Linked DNA regions of Pan troglodytes: regions 2, 3 and 4 are each linked to region 1. The links are chromatin contacts, called in public HiChIP or PLAC-seq maps. All regions are on one chromosome and are shown on one strand. Each heading gives the region's core, a stretch centred on a gene start, on an enhancer-like site or on the middle of the called end of the contact. The rest is flanking DNA. Distances are from core to core; before and after follow the strand shown.

Evidence for each region. HiChIP or PLAC-seq counts read pairs in DNA pulled down with a chosen protein or histone mark.
Region 2: a contact with region 1 is called in an H3K4me3 HiChIP or PLAC-seq map of stem cell-derived excitatory neurons, with 3 times the contacts expected there. The contact joins the promoter of OAF here to the promoter of NECTIN1 in region 1. A contact is called at or near these places in 1 of 7 Hi-C or Micro-C datasets (stem cell-derived neural progenitor cells) and 1 of 1 datasets of contacts at active chromatin or transcription factors (stem cell-derived excitatory neurons).
Region 3: a contact with region 1 is called in an H3K4me3 HiChIP or PLAC-seq map of stem cell-derived excitatory neurons, with 3 times the contacts expected there. The contact joins the promoter of C1QTNF5 here to the promoter of NECTIN1 in region 1. A contact is called at or near these places in 1 of 7 Hi-C or Micro-C datasets (stem cell-derived neural progenitor cells) and 1 of 1 datasets of contacts at active chromatin or transcription factors (stem cell-derived excitatory neurons).
Region 4: an H3K4me3 HiChIP or PLAC-seq map of stem cell-derived excitatory neurons shows a contact between it and region 1, with 5 times the contacts expected there. The contact joins the promoter of USP2 here to the promoter of NECTIN1 in region 1. A contact is called at or near these places in 1 of 7 Hi-C or Micro-C datasets (induced pluripotent stem cells) and 1 of 1 datasets of contacts at active chromatin or transcription factors (stem cell-derived excitatory neurons).

The regions. Positions count from the first base shown.
Region 1 is chr9:121,670,320-121,673,978 of NHGRI_mPanTro3-v2.0_pri, forward strand. It overlaps NECTIN1 (nectin cell adhesion molecule 1), which reads right to left and starts at 1,566. Exons shown (of 6, transcript XM_016922150.4): 1 at 619-1,566. The coding sequence starts at 697. LOC101059011 (a long non-coding RNA gene) reads left to right here and starts at 1,723. Exons shown (of 5, transcript XR_001707584.3): 1 at 1,723-1,950.
Region 2 is chr9:122,149,765-122,153,423 of NHGRI_mPanTro3-v2.0_pri, forward strand. OAF (out at first homolog) reads left to right here and starts at 1,740. Exons shown (of 4, transcript XM_001166728.8): 1 at 1,740-2,373. The coding sequence starts at 2,143.
Region 3 is chr9:121,286,087-121,289,745 of NHGRI_mPanTro3-v2.0_pri, forward strand. C1QTNF5 (C1q and TNF related 5) reads right to left here and starts at 1,992. Exons shown (of 3, transcript NM_001428085.1): 1 at 1,801-1,992; 2 at 1,290-1,546; 3 at 48-954. The coding sequence starts at 1,503. The coding sequence ends at 437. MFRP (membrane frizzled-related protein) reads right to left here. Exons shown (of 13, transcript XM_009424324.5): 12 at 2,962-3,089; 13 at 2,653-2,877. The coding sequence ends at 2,653.
Region 4 is chr9:121,327,246-121,330,904 of NHGRI_mPanTro3-v2.0_pri, forward strand. It overlaps USP2 (ubiquitin specific peptidase 2), which reads right to left and starts at 2,106. Exons shown (of 13, transcript XM_001166112.8): 1 at 1,853-2,106.

The sequences.
Region 1 (3,659 bases), core at 316-2,815:
CAGGCCGGGAGGAGGCTGCCCCGGCCTCACCCTCCAGGAAAGGAACCGCAGGTGAGCGAGGAGCCGCCTCTGCCGCAGCAGCCGACTCTCCGCGCCCGCTGTGGGGCGGTGTGGGGCGGGAGGGGGCCCGAGCGTCCTGAGCCGTCTGGCAAAGGGGCCGCCGAAAGAGACGAAGCCCCCCCGCCATACTCCAAACCCGCAGCTCTGAGACTGACGCCCTCCCCCTGGGGCTGTTGTCTCCCACCCCAAGACGGTGATTACGGTGATTATTTTGCATTTATGTAACACGCAGTGTTTCCAAACTGCTTCCCGAGCAGAGAGCTGGTTATTAAATAAATAGAACGCTATTACATATTATTATTTTTTGTGAAGAACTGAGCGGAGAAAGTGCTTTCATGCTACATAGAGACGTGCATCTGACTGCTTCCCTGCAGGGCAGGCGGTTCGGCTTCTCAACCTCTTTCTCCGCCGTGCCACCTCCCACCCCCTTTACCCAAGCCGTGACCCAACTTTTCTGGCTCCTTTCACTCCCCACAATCCAGTCGTGCCCGCCATCCGGCTCCCAGCCCCGGGGAGGCATTGGATGGGGGTGGGGACAGCAGAGGTGAGCGCTCTTACCTGGGAGGAAGAATGCGGTCAAGCCGAGAGCGAGTCCCCACCAGCGTCCAGCGGCGCCCGCAAGCCCCATCCGAGCCATCGGGGGCCGGGGGGCCGGCGAGAGGGGCGGCGAGGGCAGCGCTCCTCGCGCAGCAGAAACCAGCCCGGAAGATGAGGGAAGATCGCTGGCGGTCGGCGGGCGCTCGAAGGATCCAGGTCAGCTGCAGCCGTCGGCCGGGGCGGGGTGGGCTGGGTGGGATCCGCGCGGCCGCAGTCCGGGCCCCGGGCCGCCGCCGGCTCAGAGGCTCGGCAGATGCCCGCCGCAAGTTGCACGAGTCATGCCCCTTCGCCTCCTCCGCTCTCCTCCCGGCGCCGGTCCCCGCCCTCTTCTTCCACGCAGAGCGGGGCTGGGGAGAGGGACCCACCCCCGGCTCGCCCGGCTGCCCGGTTGCGCGGCGCGGGCTCCTGGCCCCGGCGCGCTCACACCCTCCCGCTCGGCTCCAACTTGCAGGCGTCCATGGCCGGCCGTCCTCCGAGGGTGGCGGGACGCACCCGGGCGGCGCGGAAGGCTCGGGGCCCAGGCGGCGGGCGCGGGGCTCGGTGGTCGGCGGCCCGGGTGGCTCTGGCTGCGCGGCCGGGCGCGAGGAGAACGGGTCGGAGGCGCCGCGCGTCCCAGCCGCCGCCGCTCTGCCGGGTGCCGGCGATCCGCAACAATGTGGAGCCGCGCTCGCTGCTCTCGCTCTCTTTCTCTCACTCGCCGAGCTCCAGCCTCTCACCCGCTCGCCCGTGATGTCAGCCAGAGGGGAGGGGTTAGCGTTAACCCCCTCCTGGCCTCGATGCGCGCCCGCCGGGGCCCGGTCGGAGCCCGAGCGCACGCGCCTTCCCGACCGAAGCAGAGGCGGATCGCGAGCGCGGGCTGCGGGGTCCGGCTCAGGACCCTCGCTCGGGAGCTACCCCTCGGCCGCCTGCCAGCTGGGGAGCCGGCTGGAGCGCGGGCTGCCCTCCTCCTCCGCTGACAAAGGCAGGCAGTGACCCCTAGCGGCCGGCGGCGCCGAGGCGCGGCGGGTGGGGGTGGAGTTAGGACCGGGCCGGGGGCGGCGGTGGAGGAGAGGGCGGGATGGAGAATCCCGGCTAGCAGCGTCGGAGCTGGCAGGGCTTCTGCAAGCCCTCTGCTCCCACCCTGGCCCCATTTCACAGACGAGGAAACAAAGGCCCAAAGAAGAGTTCCGCCCGGGACGGAACGTGGCATAGCTCGCAACAGAACCCAGTCTCCGGAGATCCCTCTCCTCTGCACCACTTGGACGTTCCACGGGGAGGCAGCGGTGCGCGGGGCGACGGGGAGCTGCCAGAGAAGTCAGTGGTGGGCATGAGTGGGTGAGACGGGCCCACTGAGGTTTCTGGTAGAGTTTCTTTTCTAATCCCTGCTCCCTTCGGGGGTTCCTTTTCCAAAAATTGAAGCACCCCGCGCCCCGCCCTTGCCCAAACATAGCCTGAAAACGAGCTCTCCTCCAGTTTCCAGGACCTTAGTTTTGAGAGATTTGTGGGATTCCCGCGAAAGTGGATCGTCCAGTCAGTGTCCCTGGCAGGGCAGGGACTCTCCGCCCCATCCCGTTCACCACCCACCACATCCGGGTGTGGTAGGATTTCTGCCAAGGCGACTGCGCCCTCCGGGCCTGCCCTCTTCCCCTTACTCTGGTCCTCCTATCCCCATCCCCTCCCCCTGGGGGAGGAAGACAGACAGAGTTTCCCACTAAGGAGAGCCGAATTCTCCCCAGACCCTGGCCGGACACTGCTCCCTCTACCCTTTGCCCAGCCCTCTAGGCGGGCAGGAGCAGAGGGGAAGTGGCTGTTTCTGATAACACGTAAATTCTGGTTCCTCACTGGAGAAGGGGCAAAGACAGCGCCATATTCCCACTGTCTGGAATCCGGCCCTGGAGTGTCTCGGTTTCTCGCGGAAGTAGTCAGATCTGGCATTGTCATGAACACTCACCCACTCACTGTATGGTCTTTTACATTTAACAAATGTAACCTGGGCTTTCTTTGTGTCAAAACACAGCGCCTGGCTTGGGGATACAGAGACATCATCATTGTCCTGAAGGAACTCAATCTAGTTGAAGGGTGGGGGAAGACAGACATAGAAACGGATGTCGTAAACAAATATTTAATATGGGATTGTGTGGGTTTGGTGGGTCACAGAAAAAGTGCCCAGTTTAGCCCGGGGTGGGGTTGGTGTAAAGGCTTCAGGGAAGTGAACACAGGGTCTCGGTGAGTCATCTATCAGACCAAGGTAAGTGCTGGAGGGCAGAGATATAAAAGAGACTGGATTTAAGGTAGAGGGTCAGCACGAGCAAAGGAATGAAGGTAAGCAATGGTCAGGTGAGTAGGGGGCCCACAAAGGGTTGACTGGTTTAGCCTGAGCCTAAGACTTGAGGAAAGGAGAGGTCTGCAGATTCGTGAATCATGCCCGGTAGCTGCTACGAGGGTTTTAAACTGGGGAACACGCTATCAGATTTAGTTTGTGGCAGCTGGGAATCTCCCATCTGGCTGCTGAGTGCTTTAAGGGCCAGGGTTGAATTGAATTCATTGTGGTGGCCTTCAGCTCTGTGCCAGGCACATTGTAGGAGCTGAAGGCATGGTTTGAAGGGGCAATCCCAGATGTACCAAGGTCTTCTTGTTCCCTGCTCTTACCCTCCCATCCTCTCCATCTTTTATTTTAATTTAATTTAATTTAATTTAATTTTATTGAGACAGAGTCTTGCTCTGTTGCCCAGGCTGGAGTGCAGTGGCGCGATCTCAGCTCACTGCAACCTCTGTCTCCCAGGTTCAAGTGTTTCTCCTGTCTCAGCCTCCCGAGTAGCTGGAATTACAGGTGTGTGCCACCACGCCCGGCTAATTTTTGTATTTTTAGTAGAGATGGGGTTTCGCCATGTTGGCCAGGCTGGTCTGGAACTCCTGACCTCAGGTGATCCGCCCTCCTTGGTGTCCCAAAGTGCTGGGATTACAGGCATGAGCCACTGTACCCGGCTGCACTCTCTCCATCTTTAGGTCAGGCTTCTTTGATC
Region 2 (3,659 bases), core at 490-2,989, 480 kb after region 1:
ATTCCCTAACAGCCTGCCTTATCTCCCTGATGTGAAGATGAACTCCTTAGGAGCCAGGTTCTCCAGGAAGGTTGCTGCTTGTTTCAGATGCTCTATGTTTTTGTTTTGTTTTGTTTTGTTTTGTTTTGTTTTGTAGAGACGGAGTCTTCCTCTGTCACCCAGGCTGGAGTGCAGTGGCGCAATTTTGGCTCGCTGCAACTTCTGCCTCCTGGGTTCAAGCAATTCTCCTACCCCAGCCTCCCAGTAATCCCAGTAGCTGGGATTACAGGCGCACGCTGCCACACCCAGCTAATTTCTTTTGTATTTTAGTAGAGACGGGATTTCACCTTGTTGCCCAGGTTGGTCTCGAACTCCTGAGCTCAGGCAATCCGCCCGCCTCGGCCTCCCAAAGTGCTAGGATTACAGGCATGAGCCACCGCGCCCGGCCCAGACGCTCTATGCTTAAACATCTGCCAAATACCTGCTGTCAACCACTTATGTCGAGCATCATGTGGGCCTTGTCAAAAATGCTAATCCTCAGTTCTTTTCCCTAGAATCTGATTCCATGGGTTTAGGGATTCGGGAATCTATTTTCTAACAAGCATCCAGGTGATTCTTCAGGAAAGGCAAATTTGGAAAAGGCTGACTTGGTAGTCTCTTAAATTCCCTTCAGTCCTAAATCTAGGCAGCAGAGAGCGGGTAGCGGGAAGGGCCCCTGGATGATAGCAAGAGGCCGATTCTAGCCGGACCCTGCAGTTCACATGGCCCTGTGCTGGGGAAGCCCTAGCAGGGAAGGAGGCTGCAGAGAAGGGAGTTTTCACCCATCAGTAATCAAGGTCCCAACAGAAGTGAAAATGGAAGTCAGGGAACAATTGGTTTTGAGCATCTTCGTGGGGCTTTTTCCCTTGCCTGGGACTGGCAGGACAGTGTAGGTCTGAGCAGCTTCCACGATACACACGGGGACACTTAAGCCCAAAGAATTTTTAAAACGTGCCTAAATTCCACAACTAATCAGAGGAGGCAGCAATCCAGATCTCCTGGTCTTCACCCTTCTCATTGTTGGGGTGCACCGCAGGGCACGCATGTTTCCTTGTGGCTTGTGGGAAAGCCACTGTCATGGAGCGCCAGCGTCCCGAGTCCCTGTAAATTCTCCCAAGTGACCTGGAATCTAACATTTCCCTGGATTTTCATAGTCTATAATAGAGAGAAAGAACCGGGTCTGCGGTGGTGGGCAGGACTGAGGAAAGGCCGTGAATGCGGGAAGCACGGGAGGCAGGACTGAAAAGGAAAGAGGCACAGGGGCTCACAAAACCTGAGGGCCGCGTCCCAATGGGTGACCTGACTCATCAAGGTCTAACACCTGGCCGTGGCAAAGCTGGGCGAGAACCCCCGATCCACCCTCCCAATGTGGGGCAGGGAAAAGGCAGAGTGCAAAGCGAGGTCTGATTTTGCAGAAGCGTTTTAGAAATTCGCTGTCAGAGAAACTGAAAGACCAAACAAAACCCCTAAAAATCCAAGCCCGATTATTTCATCCACGTGGCACAAAAGCAAGCCAAAAAAAAAAGCGGGGGGGGGGGGGGTGGCGGTGCAGGGCGGGGGAAGAGTCACCCGTCCTGCCCCTGCTGGAATGAAGGGATTTGCCGGGAGAGCAAACTTCTGACACCCCCTGGGTCGCTGACTCCGCGCGGCCGGGCGGGAGGGAGGTCGAGGAGGCCGCTTGCACAAAGCCGCGGAGCCGCTGCCCCCTTTCCCCGCCCCCTGCCCGGCCAACGCCGAAGCGCGGAGAGCAGCCGCGGGCCCTTTAAGGGCCGCGAGGTGCGCGGTCTCTTTAAGGCGGGTCCTGGTGGTTTCTGTTTTCTGAAGGAAGTGACGGGGGGTGGGATTGAATGAAAAGTGCAAAACACAGGCTCGCAGCGCTGGAGCCCGGGGCCGCGGAGCCGGGCCAGGGCAGCGCCGTCTCCGCCTCGGGGCCGCCGGGGGCGCCCTGCTGAGCGCTACCCACGTGCGTCCGCGCCACCTCGCGGGCGACCCCGCGGCCAAGGCCCCCGGCGGAGCGGCTCCCGGGCGCCCCGAACTAGCCCCCAACTTTGGGCGAAGTTTGCCTGCGCCTCTCCCCGCCCCCACGCGGCGCGCCGGGGCCGCGGACGGCAGCGGCCCCCGGGGATGCGCCTTCCCGGGGTACCCCTGGCGCGCCCTGCGCTGCTGCTGCTGCTGCCGCTGCTCGCGCCGCTGCTGGGAACGGGTGCGCCGGCCGAGCTGCGGGTCCGCGTGCGGCTGCCGGACGGCCAGGTGACCGAGGAGAGCCTGCAGGCGGACAGCGACGCCGACAGCATCAGCCTCGAGCTGCGCAAGCCCGACGGCACCCTCGTCTCCTTCACCGCCGACTTCAAGAAGGTGAGGCGCCCTCACTCGCCGGGGTGGCACCTTCAAGCCTGAGCCCCCCGGGATCCCAGGCGCTCTCTTGCCTGCAGACGGAAAGACGGGCCCAGGAGGGAGACGCGGCTGGCCCAAGGTCACGCCGGGCTCTTCTCTACACCTCTTTGCCCACTCCCCAGGGCCCACCCCTTCATTCTCTCCAAAGAACCCCTCTGCTTCCCTTTCTCACTCCCTCCTCCAGCGCTCCCAGAGCCCCCCAGGTGCTAACCCTCCTCCAGAACTCCTACTAACGACTGGACTCCCTTCTTGGAGTCATTCCCCTGTGCTCTAGTGGGAAAGTCCTAGGCGAAGTGTTCTCGCTGTGGGCTCTCACTGTGGGTTCTCCCTGTGTGATCTAGAGCAAGCAAGCCTCTTTCCTCCTATGGGCCTGGCTTCTCACCCCTGTACAGGGCACTGAGGGGTCTGCGAGGCCTCCCAGCCCTGACATTTTGGAGTCCCTCTGTCACCTCTCCCTCTGTTTCACTTTTCTGGGGAGAGCTGGTTGCCCCTGGTCCCTCTCAAGCCGGGAGAAGCCCTGTCTCCTCTTTGGTCTGGAAGGCTGGGGCGCTTGCAGCAGGAGGATCCTGGAGAGAGACCCCAGCTGAGGCCCCCTCCCTCTGGGAGAAGTGCTGCCCTTCACTCTGCCTGGCAGGGAAGCGAGCCAACCCCCCTATTTTGGCCCACATTAGGGTTAGGGAGTTAGAGACCAGCCGTGTGTGTGTGTGTGTGTGTGTGTGTGTGTGTGTGTGTGTGTCTGTGTGTGTGTGTGTCCCCGTCCCAGAATAGGGTTTGGGAGTTAGAGACCAGCCCGCTCTTGGTGTGTGTGTGTCTGTGTTGGAGGGAATAAGAAGGGCCTTGCACCCAGGGGGCTGGGGGATTATCAGGAAATGGGCCTGGATGGTGAGTGACTAACAGTGACCCAGCAGCAGGAAAGCTGGAGGAAAAGAGGGTGGGTAAGTCTTAGGTATTCAAAAGGAGCGTTCTGTCTCCTTCCCCCAGCTAAAGAGAGGCCCTGTGAGGCTCTGTCCCTGGGGGAGTGCAGGGGTGAAGCAGATTAGATAGCTGGGGGAGCCCGGGGCCCCGGGGACCCTTGCTGAAGCTGCCTGTCTTTCCTCCCTCGTAGAGACAGGGCACTTTAGAGGAGAGGTGGCGGAGTTTGGGAAGTCAGTTAGGGACCCAGCCAGATTGCCATAGTTAGCAGGGGTGAGGGGTTAGGCTTGACCGCTAGAGGTGGGTGGGGTTGGGGGGTGAGGCTTGACCGCTGA
Region 3 (3,659 bases), core at 742-3,241, 380 kb before region 1:
TGATCCCAGAAACAGGGAGCCCCCACCACTAAAGAAGAAGCCGGCAGGAGGGTTCTTAGGTTTATTGAGTGATCTCTGAGAAAAGGGCCGGCCCCAGGAGCAGGAGGGGGTGGGGAGGATCCAGAGAAGCAGAGGACCAGGAAGAGAGCACCCCACCGTGGGCTCCTGGACCAGAGCAACTGGGGGACTTACACTTGCCAGCACAGCACACTCCTCTGGTCTTGGGCAGAAATCCAGCCACTGCCCCATGCTGCCAGACCTGATCGCAGACAGCCACTGTCCCCATTCCTTGCCAGCAGCAGGACGGAGAGGCCTCTACCCCATCTCCCTAGTCATTCACAATATTCCAGGGGGGCCAGCCCTCCTGGATGACCTGGTTGTCAGCGTCACACCCTCCTTCTAGGCGTGAGAGCATGAGCTCACTTTGCAGTGGGCACTAAGCAAAGACTGGGGAGCTGTGCCAGTCGGAGTACACCAGAAATCCGGAGAAGGTGCTGTCTGTCTTGATGCTGGCATAGATGCCAATGTAGTCACCCACACCCACCTGCACCCACACTTGGTCCTCAGGCTCCAGCCTCACCATGGCCCCCCCCGAGAGCGAGGCTGGCTTGGGCCACCCCCCGAAAAACTGGAAGAAAGAGGCAATGGATTCGCCATTCTTCACCAGATCAAACTGCAGGCTGGCCCGGTAGACGGTGGCATGGACGGCGAAGTAGTAGACCCCAGGCACCTGGCAGGTGAACTTGCCGGTGACGGCGTCGTAATGTCCCTGCTCGTTCACCAGCACGCGGTCGAAGGGCAAGGGTGCGTCAGACGGCGGAGGCACCCGGCTCTCGGAGCGCTTGGCGCTGAAGGCGGATCGCGGAGGCACCGAGCACTCCCCGGCAGGCCCGGTGGGCCCCGCGGGTCCCGCCTCTCCTCGCGGCCCGGGGTCCCCTCGAGGTCCCGGCAGTCCTGCGGGGTAAGGGGGGCGGCAGGATGAGAGTAGCGGCGGCTCAGCCCGCAGCGGGGCGGCGACTCTAAGGTCACCGTACCCCTCCCCGCCCCTGCCTGAGCTTCGGCCAGCGCCTCCTCCCGCACGGGTACCTCCTCCACCCCTTCCCGCAGGGCAGATCTGGGGGGCTGGCCAAGGGGGCTCCCGCCGCCTGGGCCCCTCCCCCGCTCAGGACTGCAAAGCGCGGGGAGTGGCGCCCCCTGGCGGGAGACCCGAGTCCCGGACACCGGGAGCTGGAGCTGCGACCGCGCCTGCTCGGACATCGCCACCGATAGCCGCGGCGGTGCCTTCTTACCCGGCCTCCCGCCCTCGCCTTTCTCTCCCGGAGCCCCGGGCGCGCCGTCGCGGCCGTCGCGGCCATCGCGGCCCGGCAAGCCCTGGCTGCCATGGTGGCCCGGCGTGCCTGGAAGGCCGGGGTGCCCCGGGCACAGGCTGGGGATCTTGTTGTCGTCCAGTGGGGGCGAGCCGGCCGCCAGGCCCAGGAGCAGCAGGACGAGGAGCGGCCTCATAGCGCTGGCACCGGGAGCCCGGACGCCGGGGTCCTCTCGCAGTCTGTGGACCAGGCAGGACTGGAGTCGGGACCCAGAATCCTGGGACCTGCCTCTCTCCCCACCCCGGCGCGGCCCAGTCGGTCCCCACCCCACTGCCGTGCCCCTGAGGCTGAGCGCTCGCAGGGCCGAGCATCCGGAGAGCACAGGCAGGCGAGAGAGGGTGGGAGCGGCCAGCCCTCCCTCCCACCGCCGGCCCGCGCCAGCCTTTCCCACAGTCCCCTCCCCAGCCCCTTTCCCCTCCTCCGCCAGACTCACCCCCCGTCCCGGCTCCCCGATGGCCTCCTTCGGGGCGCTCGCTACTCCGGACCCTCCAGTTGGTGGTGCTCCAGCCCCCGCGCTTCTCCCCGGCCAGGCGCCCCCTGCCCTGCCGTCACCCCAGTCCTGGTTCGCTCCCTGCCGGCTCCGCTTTCCTCCTCCCAGCCTCCAAGAGGAAACCAGTTGTTCAGGGGCCAAGAGCTCCCGGACCGGGAAATAGCTGGGAAATAACTCGTGGTGTCGCCCGGCGGCCGGCCAAAGTTTAGGGGGAGAAAGGAGGGGGAGAGAGACTTGAGCTGGGCACAGAGAGGCAGAACTTCGAGAGACGGACACACAGGGCACCTCCTGTTCCCAGGGCCAGAGGAGAGGCGGGGCAGTGGCAGAGACCAAGGACCAGACCCCATTTCAGGGAGAAATACGCAGAGAGATGAGGGTGGAGAGTTCTAGAGGCAGACAGCCAGTTGGATCCCTAGGGCCTAGGACAGGGCCTGCCTCGTGAATAGATGCTCAGTACATTTTTGTTGAATCAAGGAAAAGGTCAGAAGGCAGGCGATGGAGAAGCTGAAAAAGCAGATGGAAAGGAGAAGAGGCCTGGATGGGAAGCGGTCTCGATTGTCCGGTGGCACAGTGTGGGGCCAGTCAGCAGCCTGGGACCGGTAAAGGGACAGGAAGGAGCAGGGAGGGTGGTAGGGTCCCATGAGCCCCAGCTGAGGACTTCTCTTCCCCCTCCCTGGGAGCCCCAGAGAAGGATGGGTAGAGACCCTGCTGGTGCTCCTTCCTTTGTTCCCCTGCGTGCCAGCCCTGACCGGCAAAAGAGGACGGGCAGGAAGAGGGCAGGGGCCGGCTTCAGGGTCAGGGCTGGGCACAAGCTTCCAGGTCAGCTGCCTCTGGCAGCCTGTTGCAGTTGAAGGGCCAGGGGGTGCCCAGTAGTGCCAGGCCAGACTGGCACTGGTGCTCCGCTTCCTGGCAGACAGAGCGGCAAGGGGGCAGAACACTGCCTAGTGGGGTGCAACGGGGCACAAGCAGCCCACACAGGAGCCTCCGGAAATGCTGGTAGCAGGGCAGGCTTGTCAGGCTCTGTGGAGGGAGAGTGGCCTTCAGGCACCTGCTCCCAGGCTCCTCCCCTCCCAGGCCCGCCCTCCTTCCCTCCACCCAGAAGACCTTGTAACCGCTGAGGACCTCTGCCACCTCCTCCTGGGTGGTCATGCCCACCCAGATGTTAGGGAAGGCCGTGGTGTTGTAGCTCAGACCGAGGCACATCTCCACCTGGACAGGCTCACAGGCCAGCTCTGCAGGGGTGGAGGGGAGGGCCACTGTGGGGACTGCTCACTGGCTCTGTGGCCTGTGGCAAGTCACCGAATCGCTCGGTCCTGTGTGTACATGGGTCCAATGGGGATGGTTGTGAGGAAGCAAGAGGATAACAAAGAGACAGGCTGTACACACTCTGAGGATCCCTGCCATCCCTGAGAGCCTGCTCCAGCATCGCTTGCCAGCCCTGGGCATCATGCAGGCATGTCTTTAATCTCAGGGAACATGGGGCACCCGCATTTGCAGGGACCGCTTGGGCATCTGGAAGAAACCCCCTGCTCTGTGTAAGAGGATGCCTTCGTCTTTGGTGTGGGCTGTGGAAAGGGGCTCTGGGGGACAGAAGGGACTGGTTCTTGAAGCCCCACCAATGATTCCCAGATTCCCATTTCCCTTGGGGTGACACTCAGTACCATTGCCACCACCAGCCGACTGTCTTCCAGGACTCTGTGAAGTGGTCCCAGAGTCAGGATGGTGAGGCCAGCTGGCCCCGCCCCCTCAGGGAGGATGGGATGGGACACTGTGCAGTATGGCAGTAGGGTTCTGTGAGGTGG
Region 4 (3,659 bases), core at 856-3,355, 340 kb before region 1:
AGTTCTTTCCCTTATTGGCTCTGAAATAGTGGATAAGTCACTTAAGTTCTCTGAACCTTAGCTATTTAATCTGCAAAACAGGACTAATAGTAATAATAGTGGTCTATCTCAGTTGTGAGGATTAAATAAAATAATATTTGGAAATTTCATGGCCCATAGAGTTCAATAAACATTGATGATTATATTGAATACTTCCACTTCTTATTATAATTAGTGGTATTATTAATAATAGCGCCTTACCAGGTGAACCTTCCTAGGGAGAAAAGGAGGGTTACTCCTGGGGAAGTGTTCCTTTCTCTTTTTTTTTTTTTTTTGAGACGGAGTCTCCGTCGCCCAGGCTGCAGTGCAGTGGCGCGATCTGGGCTCACTGCAAGCTCCGCATCCTGGGTTCACGCCATTCTCCTGCCTCAGCCTCCCGAGTAGCTGGGACTACAGGCTCCCGCCAGCACGCCCGGCTAATTTTTTTGTAATTTTAGTAGAGATGGGGTTTCACCGTGTTAGCCAGGATGGTCTCGATTTCCTGACCTTGTGATCCGCCCGCCTTGGCCTCCCAAAGTGCTGGGATTACTGCACTTTGAGCCACTGCTCCCGGCCGGAAGTGTGCCTTTCTAATGCCAGAGAACAGTCCCTTGGTTTTCTGAACTGACCATGTCCCATAACTGGGAAGGGCAAACAAGGCTTGCCATCTTCCTAGACGTCCAGTCCACCAAGCAGAGAAAGGCCAAGCCCATCTGGGCTCCTTCCCCCTTTGCCTAGAAAAATACGGCAAGCGCAGCTTCCCCCAGGCCACCAGGAGAATGCTTGGCCCCTCTGGGGTGGTTCCACTCTACCTGTGGGAGGGCTCAGGATTCCAGGGCCACAGAGCCGGGCTGAGCAGGGTCACAAGAGGAAGGAACGGGGTTCTTAGCCTCTCTGGCCTTGGTGCACTTGTCTGCTCCCAGGACGTTTCTCGATGGCTCTCCCCGAGGACTGGGAGTACCCAGCCTGGTGCCTCCACCCTGTCTTAGCACAGGCTACTGACTCAGCCCAGGTCCTAATGATGCACTTCAGAGGACGCCCTCATTCCAGTCCTCATTCTGACTCCAGTCTGACATGCATCTACAGCATCAGAGGAGGGGGCCTGCCTCGACCTTAGCCCAATCAGCTCTCCTTTCCTCTGCTTTAGGGGGGTCCATCTGGGGGATGTTCTCATGCCCATTCCAGGGGAGGTTAGCAGCCCCTACCACTACCTCCAGCTCAGTCCCATTCTAAAGGCAGCCAGGTCAGGAGGTAGGATGTTCACTCTTCAGGGAAGGGCTAGAATGGGGTGGCTAGGGCTTCCCTTGACTGTTGAGAAGTTGCTCTCTCCGGAGCACCGCGTGCCTGCTTCTGGTTTGGGACTGGTGAGAATTTCAAAGCTGCCTCTTTCTGGTTTGGGATTGGTGGAAAATCTCCCCTTCCGCTTAATTGTTGCCCACCCCCCGCCCCTAACCCCCTTTAGCAAACTGACCGGGGAGCTTTAAGAGCAGCGAGTGAGCTGCACGCACACGTGGGGAGGGGGTTTGTCAGTGTCGCTCTCAGGCCACATACCACCGATATACACGGGGCACAGCGAGGAGGACCCGCCAAAGCAGCATTTCCTTAGAATACACTGATCAGCACACAGTTGGCTCTTCCTGGCACCCTGGGCTGTCAGCAGGCAGCCCTCACACAACTGGCAGACACAGCTGGAGCGTCCCTGCACAGCCGGCTCTCTCCCTATATTTCTAGTGTCCACTCTGCCCAGAATGTCGTGGACACCTTACTTTCTGAGCTCCAAACCGGCACTGATCCCCGAATCCCCCCTCCCGGATCCCCGACAGGTGGCACGTACCTGCCTCTTCTTGGAGGATGGACGAGTCGAACCGGGCACAAGCATGGAGCTGCGGGTGAGTCCCGGCTGGCGCTGGCGCGGCGCAGTGAGCACCAGCTGACGAAGAGGGCTCCCCGGCCTCGGCTCCTGCCTGACTCTCTCCCACCTCCGCCGGGGGCCCAGAAGGGACCTCCCCGGGAAATCGGCGCCACCCAGCGGGCAGCCGCCTCATCGCGCCTGGGCCGGCAGAGCCACACCCCGCGTCTTGCGTCACTGAGTCGCGTCACGGCTATTGGCTTGTTCCTATTGTGGCGTCATTAGAGCCCGGCCTCCGGCTGGGGCCACCCAGGCAACCGATATACACAGAGAACCACGTGGAGGAAAAGCACGCGAGTTTGGAGGGGGTGGAGCAGGAACAGAGGTGGACTGGAATGTCACACGACGGGGCAGCTGGAAGGTATTGGGAAAGAAGAGGGGTCAATGGGAGAAGGCTCGGAACTTGAGCCCTGGGGCGTATCAACTTTCAGTTTTTAGGGAAGACTAAACGTCCCCCACTCCCCTTCTCACTGGGCTGGGGAGGTCCTGTTCCTCAGCCTCTTCTCTTTTTCTCTGCTGTCAAAGACACTCTCCGCTCATTTTACTTTCATGGGACCAGTGATTAGTGATGAATGCCTGAGTGGGTAAACGGAGGCACTGAGTCAATGAAAGAATTCTCTTTGGTCTTTTCAAGAAAAAGCCGAGACAAAACTTGAATTTTTGCTGCTCCCATTCCTTTTATGTAACCTTCTCCCGACTCCCCCGATGTTGATGAGGAAAATCGCACAACCAGGTAGCTGGGTACCAAGGCAAATCCAGGTTTTCAACTTCAGCTGCTCCATCAACCCTTGCAGCTGCCGTTAACTCCTCCCATCTTCACCATAGATCTCTCTCTCCATCGCTACTCTCCTCAAGTCCTTCCTTCTCTTCTATTTCCCAGAGAAATCAGACGCAATCAAGAGGGGAATTCTTAAATTTCTACCTACAAACATGTCTGAATCCATTCTTATCAGGAGCAGTGAAAGAGGCACCCCTGTTCTTGTCCAAGGCACGATTCCCTTCTTGATTTCAACTCTTGTTTTGTTTTTATTTTTGTTTTTGTTTTTTGTTTTTTTGAGACGGAGTGTCGCTCTTGTTGCCAAGGCTGGAGTGCAATGGCGCGATCTCAGCTCATTGCAACCTCCAGGTTCAAGCAATTCTGCCTCAGCCTCCCAAGTAGCTGGGATTACAGGCGTGCGCCACCACACCAGGCCGATTTTTTTTTTTATAGAGTCTTGCTCTGTTGTCCAGGCTGGAGTGCAATGGCATAATCTCGGCTCACTGCAACCTCCTCCTCCCGGGTTCAAGTGATTCTTGTGCCTCAGCCTCCCCCGAGTAGCTGGGATTACAGGAGCCCACCACCACGCCTGGCTAATTTTTGAATTTTTAGTAGAGACAGGGTTTCACCGTGTTGGTCAGGCTGGTCTCGAACTCCTGACCTCAGGTGATCCACCAGCCTCAGACCCCCAAAGTGCTTGGATTACAGGTGTGAGCCACTGCACCCAGCCCCAGCTAATTTTTTGTATTTAGTAGAGATGGGGTTTCACCATGTTATACTTCCTTAGGGCCCTCATTCCATCACTTCATTTTACAGATGGATATTGGACATGCCAGTCACTCTTCTAGAAACTGGGGATATAGCAGGGAACAAAACAGGCACAATCCCTGCCCTCAGGGAGCTTACATTCTAGTAGAAGCAGGACTAAATAAGTAGAGTATGTAATATGTTAGATGATGCTAAGAGCTATGGGGC